Regions from separate parts of the Mus musculus genome. Here all the other regions are linked to region 2. A link is a contact called in public Hi-C and HiChIP or PLAC-seq data. All regions are on one chromosome and are shown on one strand. Each heading gives the region's core, a stretch centred on a gene start, on an enhancer-like site or on the middle of the called end of the contact. The rest is flanking DNA. Distances are from core to core; before and after follow the strand shown. Region 1 has its middle 83 kb from the start of Gm22970. Region 2 has its middle 68 kb from the start of Klf5. Region 3 has its middle 53 kb from the start of Gm22970.

Region 1 (2,918 bases), core at 2-2,501, 490 kb after region 2:
ACCTCCCATCACGATATGTAGGCAGCATTATTATCACCAGGGTTAGACACATCTCTTCAGGCACGGGATATCCTGAGCCCTATTGGCAAACCTAGTAACCAACCAATGGCTTCCATTTGATTCCTTTCCCCCCCTCCCCCCCTTTATGATGTTTTTAATTTTCTGTGAATGGATGGGTGTTTGGCCTGCCATATGTGCATGGTGTCCCTGGAGGTAGGAAGAGGGAGGGCATTAGATCCCCTGGAACTGTAATTATGGGTAGTTAGAAATTGTCACATGGCTGCTGGATATAGAACTTGGGCCCTCTGCAAGAGCAAGTGCTTGTAACTGTGGAGCCATCCCTCTATCCCTCCCATTTGGTCTTAAGGTGAGTGTTAACAGTTTATATAGCAGCCTTCTGCAAACAAGAGTAGGACTATACAGCTATAGTTCCACTAGTATCTTTTATTATGCTTCTGTGTTAAGTTGTGCATCCCAGACACCATGACAATATCCTACGTATTGTACCTGACATCATGGAAAAGGATTTATTTCCAAGATGGGGGTTAGTTTATCCTCTCGATATGAAATTTAAAAAACAAATGTTACAATCACACTATGTTCACCCAGATGACTGCACCCTGAATCTTCCTTACATTTACCTTCAGCACACCACATTTGTGAACTGATACCAACAGGGCAGTGGCATTTCCTTGACTCGAAGGCAGAGGAAGCTCTCAACAATAACACATTCTATGGAATGGGAATATGATGGCAGAGCCCCCGACCGAGTTGATAAGGAAGCTAAAAGGCAAAGCACGAGTGTATGTCTGGGGCTTTATGGAGCAGTTAACCTTGAGACTCACCTGTGTGTACAGATAAATCGACAGCTTCGGGTCAGCGTGTTTATAGAGCTTTACGAATCCTTGGGTTTCTCCATTTGTGCTTTTATCTCTTTCTGAACTTTATGCCCGGTTTCTGTCTGCTGATAGTCTTTACGCACACAGACTGCCACAAGATTAAACAGGGAGAAGTCTAAAGGTTCCCTTTGTCATCTTTAATGTCTGAGAATCTTTAATAAAAAGTGCACAGCTCCCACCAGTTAGAGAGCTGCAGAAAATGCCATGCGTTGCTCTGCCTTAGTGACAAGCATTTGACAAATCACAGCCTCCAGATAAGAGACAAGAAACTGTCAAAGGTTATGGTGGAAAATAACCAGCTCACAGTTAGATGTTCACTGCAGACTCAGAAGAAAATCTAGATGCATCATAGGACGCAGTCAGCAAACTGGTGGATATATCTGTATGGTTACACGTCATAAAACACTATTGTTACAGCTTTAGACAGAAATGAAGAAGAAAAAACAGGAAATGCAAACCTATTTTAGTCTCCATCTGGGCTGAGGGATTTTAATGCCACAGAATGCTTCACAAAAGGCAGGAAATGACGAAGCTATGTAAAATATATTCATATTGAAAGAAGAAAGCAAACAGCTCACTCTTGTAAGAGATGGCTTGCTCCCACTTGCCCTAGCTGCGAGGACCCACCTTGGGAACTCAGGTCTTCATGGTCCTGGATGCTTGGTGGCACAGGAGCAGAGCAAGCCACTGTGAATTCTCTGGGTCTAGAGACTGCATTTCTGATTGACACATTTACAGTTCCAGCTACTCAAGAGGAGCTGCATTCATAGTTTTTATTTTTTCTTGAAGAAGACTGTTTCTGACTGAAGTAAATTCTGAATGCCAGCTGTGAGTCTAGCTAGCTCTTAAGGTTTTTTTTTTCCATTCAATAATTAGGTGATTATGTAAGATGCGCATGATGTCAAGGTAGAACTTCTCAAATGTGCGCTGCCATAAAGATGCTTCTGCAGAAAGATGTCAAAGTGTTAAAAATAAAAAAAAAAGGAAGGCAGTTTGGAAGTTTAGTTTCTTAATGAGCACAATGATATGTTGGGTTAGGAATGGGAGGGTGATGTCATGCCCACTAGAGGGGTGGCTACTTGGAGAAAGAGCAAACTTTCAGATAAAATGGTACCTTAGATTTTTGGGTGTTTGGAAATTTCACATCGAGTACTTAGATATCATGATAAAATGCTTAGTTTCTAATTTTTGATAAGAAAAATTTGAACTTCATCACAAATTACATAGGTAGAGGAATTCCAGTAGATAATTATTGGGAGCATTTCAGTCACTTTCTTCTAATGATAGTAATTTAGTATTAGCATTGTTAGTATTGATATTAGTACTGAGAATCCAACCTACAGCTTTACATGCTAAACTCATGTTGTGACCACTGAGCTACACCCCGAGACCTGAAAAAATTTATAATGATTAATTGTTTTACATATGCCTTCTTTAAAACAAAAATCTACTGGAAAGTGTGGAAATGCGTTTAAAAATCTAATCTGAACTTTTAAATTGCTAGGTCGTCCTTTTTTTTAGCAGTAACATCTTATTACTCTCATCATTACCTAGATAACAAAGTCCAAATTCTGGAATTAAGTCTTTTGGATGTCTGCGACCTGTTTCAGAAGTATGCTTCCAACTTTTCATTTTATTAAAATTCTTCTTATTAAAACCCTATCTCTAAATTGGATCATTTGCATAGCTATCAACTTTCATAGGAAATGAGTTCTCTCCACACATCAAATCGAGCTCTGGAATGAGAAATGAAGCTCACAGTCTAGCAAAAGAGAAGATATCATAGTGGCTCCTTAGAATCTTGCAGGTGTAATACTTGCCGTGTGCTTACAGCCTAAGAGCAGACACCACTTGCCTCCTTACAGGGTAGATAAACAGTCTGGGGAGAACCCTGAGGAGAGAAAAATGAACAAACTAGACATCAAGCAAAACACTCAGCAGGCAAGGGAGCACTGTGTTCTTGGGCACAAAAACTTGAGATAAAACTGTGGGTGTGCTTGTAGGGGTCTCTAGAGGAAC
Region 2 (3,349 bases), core at 422-2,921:
AGAAAGCTTTGCCAGTTAACTTACAAATTTATCTGTATGAAGACAATGATTATATGAAATTTTATCTTTAGCCCAACCACCCAACCACCCTCTAGTCCTCAGTTGTCTGTAAGACCAGACACAGACTGTGTGCCAGAGGTAAACCCTGGGCACCTGCTTCTCCCAGTGAGTGACAGGAAGCCCAAATGCTTTGTTTAAACTCAGTTCAGATTGTGGGAGAGAGGCAAGGGCAGAACATACTCTTCGGGTCCAAGTTAGAGTTCCATGGAGGACCCCAGCTCCAGGGACTGCCAGGTTCATTCTCAGACAGGGCAATTCTGAGGTACATGAGTCTTTACAGAGACCTGGGTGCTATTTCAGAAGGATTTTTTTTCTTTAAAAGAATCAACCTGCAAAGAGGAAGTCTCTTGACCCCTTTTCTCAGCAGCAGTGGGGTCCTCTGTGATCCTTCCTTCATAATCCCTTTTTACATAATACACACAAAGATATCTATATATCTATACATCTATCTATCTATCTATCTATCTATCTATCTATCTATCTATCTATCTATCTATCTATCTATCTATCATCTACATACACATACATACATGTGTATATGTATGTATGTATACATATATATTAAGATATATATGTATATATGGCATTTATGCGCATAACAAGACTTCACGAAGCTTTTTTTTTTTTCTTTTTTACAAGAGCACAAATCTACTTTTATTTATTTACTCTCCATTAGTTTAAATCCAGGATGGATACAGCATCACACGGATTCTATGACCAATGGCCTTCGCAGGAAGGTTGCTTCGAATTTGGCACGAACCATGCCACTGTTTCCGTAGGCCCGAGTTACTTTTCCCCAGATTGCTCTGGTTGTGTTTGGTTTGCCTCCAGGAGTCACTGTATTGTGTTTTGCTTTATACACATAAGCACATCCATCTCTTGCTTAAGTAGAACTCCGTTTCATCTCGGGCATAAACGCCTTCAATTTTAAGAAGAGCCGTGTGTTCTCTTTGGTTCCGGAGACCTCGCTTGCAGCCAGCAAAAGTGGCCTTGCACCACAGCCTTCCAGACATACTTGATGTTAGAAGTCCTGTTCCCGTCAGGCCTCCACAGACACCAAGATGGCGGAAAGAGCTCCTGAAGCTTAATTAATTAATTAAAAAAGGAACTGTTATTTTTATATGGAGAAGAAGCTACAAGCTCTAGGTCACCAACCAGCTCAGAAAACAGCTGAGGAGAAGTAATTTCATGGCTCCTCCTGGCTGGATTGGATTTGAGTTGAGAGCTCTGCAGTGCAAGCAACCCCTGCACAGACCTCCTGGCTTTAGTCTTCCGGTTTGCCTTGAGAATCATGGAATCCCACACTTGCCTAGGGAAAACCACACTGCGCGCGGGGAAAGCCTGTTTGGTGTCCAGGGGACTTCCTGGGCTGTTGCCTGTAGGCTGCCTGTATCCCTTGGCCGATGAGGCGTGGCTTCCAGACGGGTACTCTGTTTTGCCCTTATCAGCCTGCCTGTTTGCCCGCACTTTGCTTTCAGCCGGTGAGAGGCGAGTATTGTTCGTGGGGGAGGGCCGCGCTCATTTTCCTGCATCATGGAAAAATATATGTGCAGGAAACGTAGCCTTTCAACTGGCTTAAGCCTGTCTGCGAGGCTCATTTCAAGGCGCTCTATTGTGCTCAGTCCTTATTGGAGCAAGATAAAAATAGCGCTCTGAGGAGGGCTATGTCTATAGACCCAGAGTGAAAGGGAGAGTTGAGGCAATTGTCCAGATAATCCAAGCAAAAAAACAAAACCAAACAAAATAAAACCATCCACCGTTGAGAAAAACACAGGCTTAGGAGCCTGAATGGTCCGGCCTGGTTTTCTGCATTGTTCAAATTCATCAGCGCTGCATGTATTTACTTTCTTGACATAGACGGGGCTTAAGCTGTCCCGTCTTTCTCCTCCAGTTTTTCTCCTCCAGTATTATCTCAAGGGCTAACTCAAAAAAAAAAAAAAAAATGCCTGTGCTTTAAATTTCCCCTCACTGCCCTACTTCCCAGAAACAAAGCAGATTTTATCATAGATTTATGCATGCAAAAATTAGAAGGCAGGTGTATCAATGGAGAAGAGATGGCTCAGAAGTCGAGAGGGGGATTTCGTTCTTCTTTTGGCTTTGTGTGTGAATTCATTCCCTTTAGCAGGGAGCTGAGGGCTGGAGACCGTTTATCTGTCCACTCCTGTGTTGTAGCCCTGTGTGTGGCTTTATGCTTGGCTAAGTGCCTGTCATGTGTGTTGGTTGCCGGTACAACAGCTTGGCTCATTTAGTAAAGTAAGGAGCCCGGTTTTTCTTTGAGATAGCAGCCGGTAATATTCCACTGGAGCCCGCAGAGCTGCGGACCTTCAGATGTGCTCTGTCCAGGGTCCCCTGCACTGGTTTTCCAGCTTGGGGTCATGACTTGTCCCTTGCTTTGGTTCCTTTGTCATTTGCTTGGGGTTCCACTGTGTAGCTGAGGTGGGCTTCAAACTTGCCATCTTCCAGCCTCTGTCTCCTCGGTGTTGTGGTTACAAGTCCCCTGTCGTGTTTGGTGACCCAGTTCAGAAAACGGTTACTTCTTTCTCCATCCTTCTCCGCACATCCGATTCTTCCTCTTACCTCTGTCACAACACATGCAGTCACCAAGAACTATGACTTTCTCTTTTCTGAGGTTTTTTTTTTTTCTTCCCAGCCTTGATTTTCCTCAAGTTTGAATTCCTGTTCCCGTATCCCTGACAATAACCCCCCTGCTTTTCTCAGTCCTGCTCCTCTCTAATCCATCTTAAGTAAACGCCAGAGCAGGCTTCCCTGACGCTTTGCCTAATTGAATTGTATTTCCTTGCACAAACATCTCCAATAACTCCCCGTGGCCTGAAAGATCTCACTCAAATTCCACAGGCTGGCATTTGAAAGCTTTTGTCAATTTGGTTCTGGTGACTTCCTGGCCTTGAGTGAGCTTTTAGATCTGTCAACCCCGCAGGAAAGACTCTTTCTCCTCTCGCTCTGCGCCGCGCATCCCAGGTGCCTTCTAGTGCTCCGGTGGACAAGCACTTTCTCCCACGAACACGTAAAAACTCATTTTCGACAAAGAGTGACTGTCTTTAAAATGGAATAAAAGAATCACGGAGTGAAAAATGCCATGGGGTTGGAGAGACAAGTCAGTGGTTAGGAGCACACGCTGCTCTGGCAGAGAGCTGTGCTGGATTCCTGACGCCCGTGTTGGGCCCCTCACAACTGTCTGTAACTCCAGCTGTGGAATCCAAGGGCAGCTGCCCTCATGTGCAGAGACTGTCCCTTCTGTACATACACATAATGAAACAAACAAATATAT
Region 3 (3,205 bases), core at 388-2,887, 460 kb after region 2:
TCCTAAATAATGTCATCATAGATGGTCTGAACCAGAAATTTAGAAGACTAGAATCTTACTAAAGTTCTTCCAGCAGCCAGCTAATGGTGCTTAGGCAAGGGACATGTAGGGACAGAACTTTTTTTTAAAATGTCTATCAAAAAAGAATATTTCTCTAAATATGACTATCTCTAGTTCTTGAAGCCTATCAGTCTATGGCATCACATAGCATAAAGAATTTTCTAGATGTGATATTATGCTTAAGTGCTACAACACGAGATCATTCAATAGTGTACTGATAGGACCCATTTTGTAATATCGTGAGTCCTTATGAACCCAGAAGGAGGCAGAACAGCGATACAGAAGACGGATGAAACGGGGAGATCCAACAGAAAAGAAAGATGTGGTGTGAAGGAAGATACTCCTCCATCAATGGAAAAGCCATGGGGGAAGAATGTAAGCACTGTGCTGCCCCTGGGACCAAAGCCTTGCCTTAGTTAACACATGAGACCTTAGCGCTACAACTTGGAGGGATTCATTTCTCAACTCAAGTGGATTCAACAGCATACGCCTTCTTAGACCTTCCCCAAAGGGATGGAGCCCTGCCAGCACTTGGGTTCAGCTTTGCAGGATTCTGATCAGAGGATGCAACTGAGATGAACTGTGAGGAATCCACTGCTGTTGTTTTTAAGCTGGTGAGTGTGTATCCGTTTGTTACAATAGAAGACGAATGCATCACCACTGAACCGAGTATGGGAACCATTCACGGGCTCTCTCTGTCCTCCATTTCCCATAACCTCCCACTCCCATCCCCAAATGATAAACACTTATATCATTTTTCCCTCTAGAACACGTGTTGTACTAGTTTTTTGGCTCTGTAGAATTCAGCTTCATCTCTTGGCAAATTGTTCCAAAACTCATCCCCCTTCCCCTGTCTGATTCCCTCTCTTGGTTTTCAGGCTATCTTCCAAACAACTGATAACATACTTTTCTAGGAAAACGTTATGACAACTCTTTATTTAAAACATTTCAAAGATTCCAAATACCTGACAGATTAAAATCCGGCTCCTCCTAAATAAGAAAAACATGGCATTGGCTCTTGTCTAGAGCTCCAGCCTTTCACCCCACTCCCCTGCCTCTCTTTTCATTGTTAGCAGGATGTGAGAAGTATAATTTGCCATCAGGACCATTCTGCTGTCGGGATGTCTGAGACATCCCCAGATCTGATCTGTAGAGATGGAGGGATTGCAACTAGGGCTTCTTGATCTTGCACATAGAGGAAGAATCATGTAGCTAAGTAAACTAATATACTAACAATTCAGGTTTTCTCTTGTGCTTCACCTTGTGGATGCCTGGTATTCCGGTCTCCCTGGGAAATGGCCAAAAGTCTTTCCAACACTGACATAGGTCACTTCCCTGAATTTATACTCTGTAGCATCAATAGTACTTCTGGGCAGGACTGAGGTATATTGGCCAAGGGATAAATATTAACAGCATTTCCAGAGATGGGGTTGGCCTGTGGAGCCAGGTTTAAGAAAGAGATGGTGGGTGTATCCTTTTGTTTGAGGTGCTACAATAAATACCACAGACCACATGACTTAAACCACAGGCATTTGTTGCTCACAGTTCTGCAGGCTGGGAAGGTCCTGATCTAGGAGCTGGCAGGTCTGTCTAGAACGACATTAGTCCCATCACTGGAGCTCCACCCTCTGTCTGAAAGGCTCTAACATCACACTAGTGATTAAAGTTACAACATGACTTTGGACAGTCATGGCTATTCAGCTCAGCAGTGGGCTATGAGCTGACAGCTAGCTCACTGTATTTTTGAACCTGGAATTCCAGAAAGTTCTAGAATTCTGAATTTCAGCTCAGCCTGCTAGAATATTATGAAGATACATTTATCTAGGCAGGAGAATAAGCCATATTTTATGTAACCAAGTTTGTGAACTTGGTTAACAACTTGTCTTTAGGTTCAAGTCGACGTGGCTATTTGGATTGTTTCTCTAATTTCCACAAAGGTTAAATGGAGCACATTCCTATCAACACACCATGGTTTCATGCTGTTCCTTTTTGTGCTCTGAGTTCTTCTTATATTCTAGACAGGCTTGCCAGTATTCCTCACTGGGTTCAGGGTCGTTCCAATGCTCCGTCACACCAAGAAGCCTTCAGTAACTAGTCTCTCAAATATTCCCTACCAATTCAACATGTGCAAATGCGAAGGTGTTAACTGGGCCTCTTCTAAGCTGTCAGATGAAGAAAAGAGCACATTTTATTCATTCTGTTGTCTTACTCCTGTGGTTTCTGGTACATGTTATGGATTTAATTAACATTTATAGAACTGAAAACAACTAGCAAGTGATGAGTGCTTTATTCAGGAGACATTCCACAAGCGCTTAAGGAATAACAGCACAAAGGGAAGAAAAAGATCATCTGTGGATGAAAGGGGGATGACAGGTTCCTTATGCCAGGCCAAACGATAGTAATAGTTGGCATTTCTCGATCAGTATTTGCCAGAAGCTACTATACGAATTCTATGCGTGTGACATTGACTTCTCCTGATTCTAGGCGGCATGAGCTACCATCTCCATGTTGTAAAATAGGAAAGTGAGGGATATTAAATGGTTTGCCTGAAGTCCCACAGTCAGTAGGTGCTGGAGATCAGAGGAGCCCAAAACCTCTGTGTGACTGCACAACATCGCCCATGTATAGCAGAGGAGCTGACCCCACGGTCCTTTGCTGAACAAAAGAGAAACTATAAATAATCATACATTAGTTAGTAGGAAGTGAGTAACACACATCGGGGAATAAAAACAGGGACATCAGAAATGTGTAAATAATAAGACAGAGAACTGGGAGAGCAATTTGGATTCAAATAAGAGAATGAGAATGCACTTCATTGACAGCAGGGACATGTCCCACAGGAAGCTGGGAGGTCTTCTACAGAGGACCTCACTGCAGCAAGAGTTTCTGGAAAGTTCCTAGCACAGGATGTGAGAAGGGAATGTATGGGGGATGATTGGGTCTTCAAATCCAAAAACACAATACCAACACAAGTTTTACATTAAAATATTTTAAGACAGAGATTGTTCCTCACAACAGTTTTTCATTTGAAAGAGAAGTTACCATCTTTCCTGAAACGTTACTTAAAGCCATTTTACATGTCAACTAATTGGAGCACATTGTTACTTTTGAGTTGAATTTTTTAAAAATAAAGTAACTATTTTCC

What was found. Hi-C and Micro-C count contacts between places; a contact is called where the count stands out from the background. HiChIP or PLAC-seq counts read pairs in DNA pulled down with a chosen protein or histone mark.
Region 1: a contact with region 2 is called in a Hi-C map of cortical neurons, with 1.8 times the contacts expected there. The contact joins two enhancer-like sites. A contact is called at or near these places in 1 of 39 promoter capture datasets (cranial neural crest) and 1 of 484 Hi-C or Micro-C datasets (cortical neurons).
Region 3: an HNF4G HiChIP or PLAC-seq map of pancreatic cancer cells shows a contact between it and region 2. The contact joins two enhancer-like sites. A contact is called at or near these places in 1 of 39 promoter capture datasets (cranial neural crest) and 2 of 115 datasets of contacts at active chromatin or transcription factors (astrocytes and pancreatic cancer cells).

The regions. Positions count from the first base shown.
Region 1 is chr14:99,855,505-99,858,422 of GRCm38.p6, forward strand. No RefSeq gene overlaps it. Among named protein-coding and RNA genes, the nearest start is that of Gm22970, 83 kb to the left of the region's middle. Within about 2 kb of position 1,252, at least 27 of the 459 cell types and tissues checked have an H3K27ac peak or open chromatin away from gene starts, as enhancers often do. A contact at or near this core is called in cortical neurons, where this site is marked.
Region 2 is chr14:99,364,945-99,368,293 of GRCm38.p6, forward strand. No RefSeq gene overlaps it. Among named protein-coding and RNA genes, the nearest start is that of Klf5, 68 kb to the left of the region's middle. Within about 2 kb of position 1,672, at least 52 of the 459 cell types and tissues checked have an H3K27ac peak or open chromatin away from gene starts, as enhancers often do. A contact at or near this core is called in cortical neurons and pancreatic cancer cells, where this site is marked.
Region 3 is chr14:99,825,289-99,828,493 of GRCm38.p6, forward strand. No RefSeq gene overlaps it. Among named protein-coding and RNA genes, the nearest start is that of Gm22970, 53 kb to the left of the region's middle. Within about 2 kb of position 1,638, at least 9 of the 459 cell types and tissues checked have an H3K27ac peak or open chromatin away from gene starts, as enhancers often do. A contact at or near this core is called in pancreatic cancer cells, where this site is marked.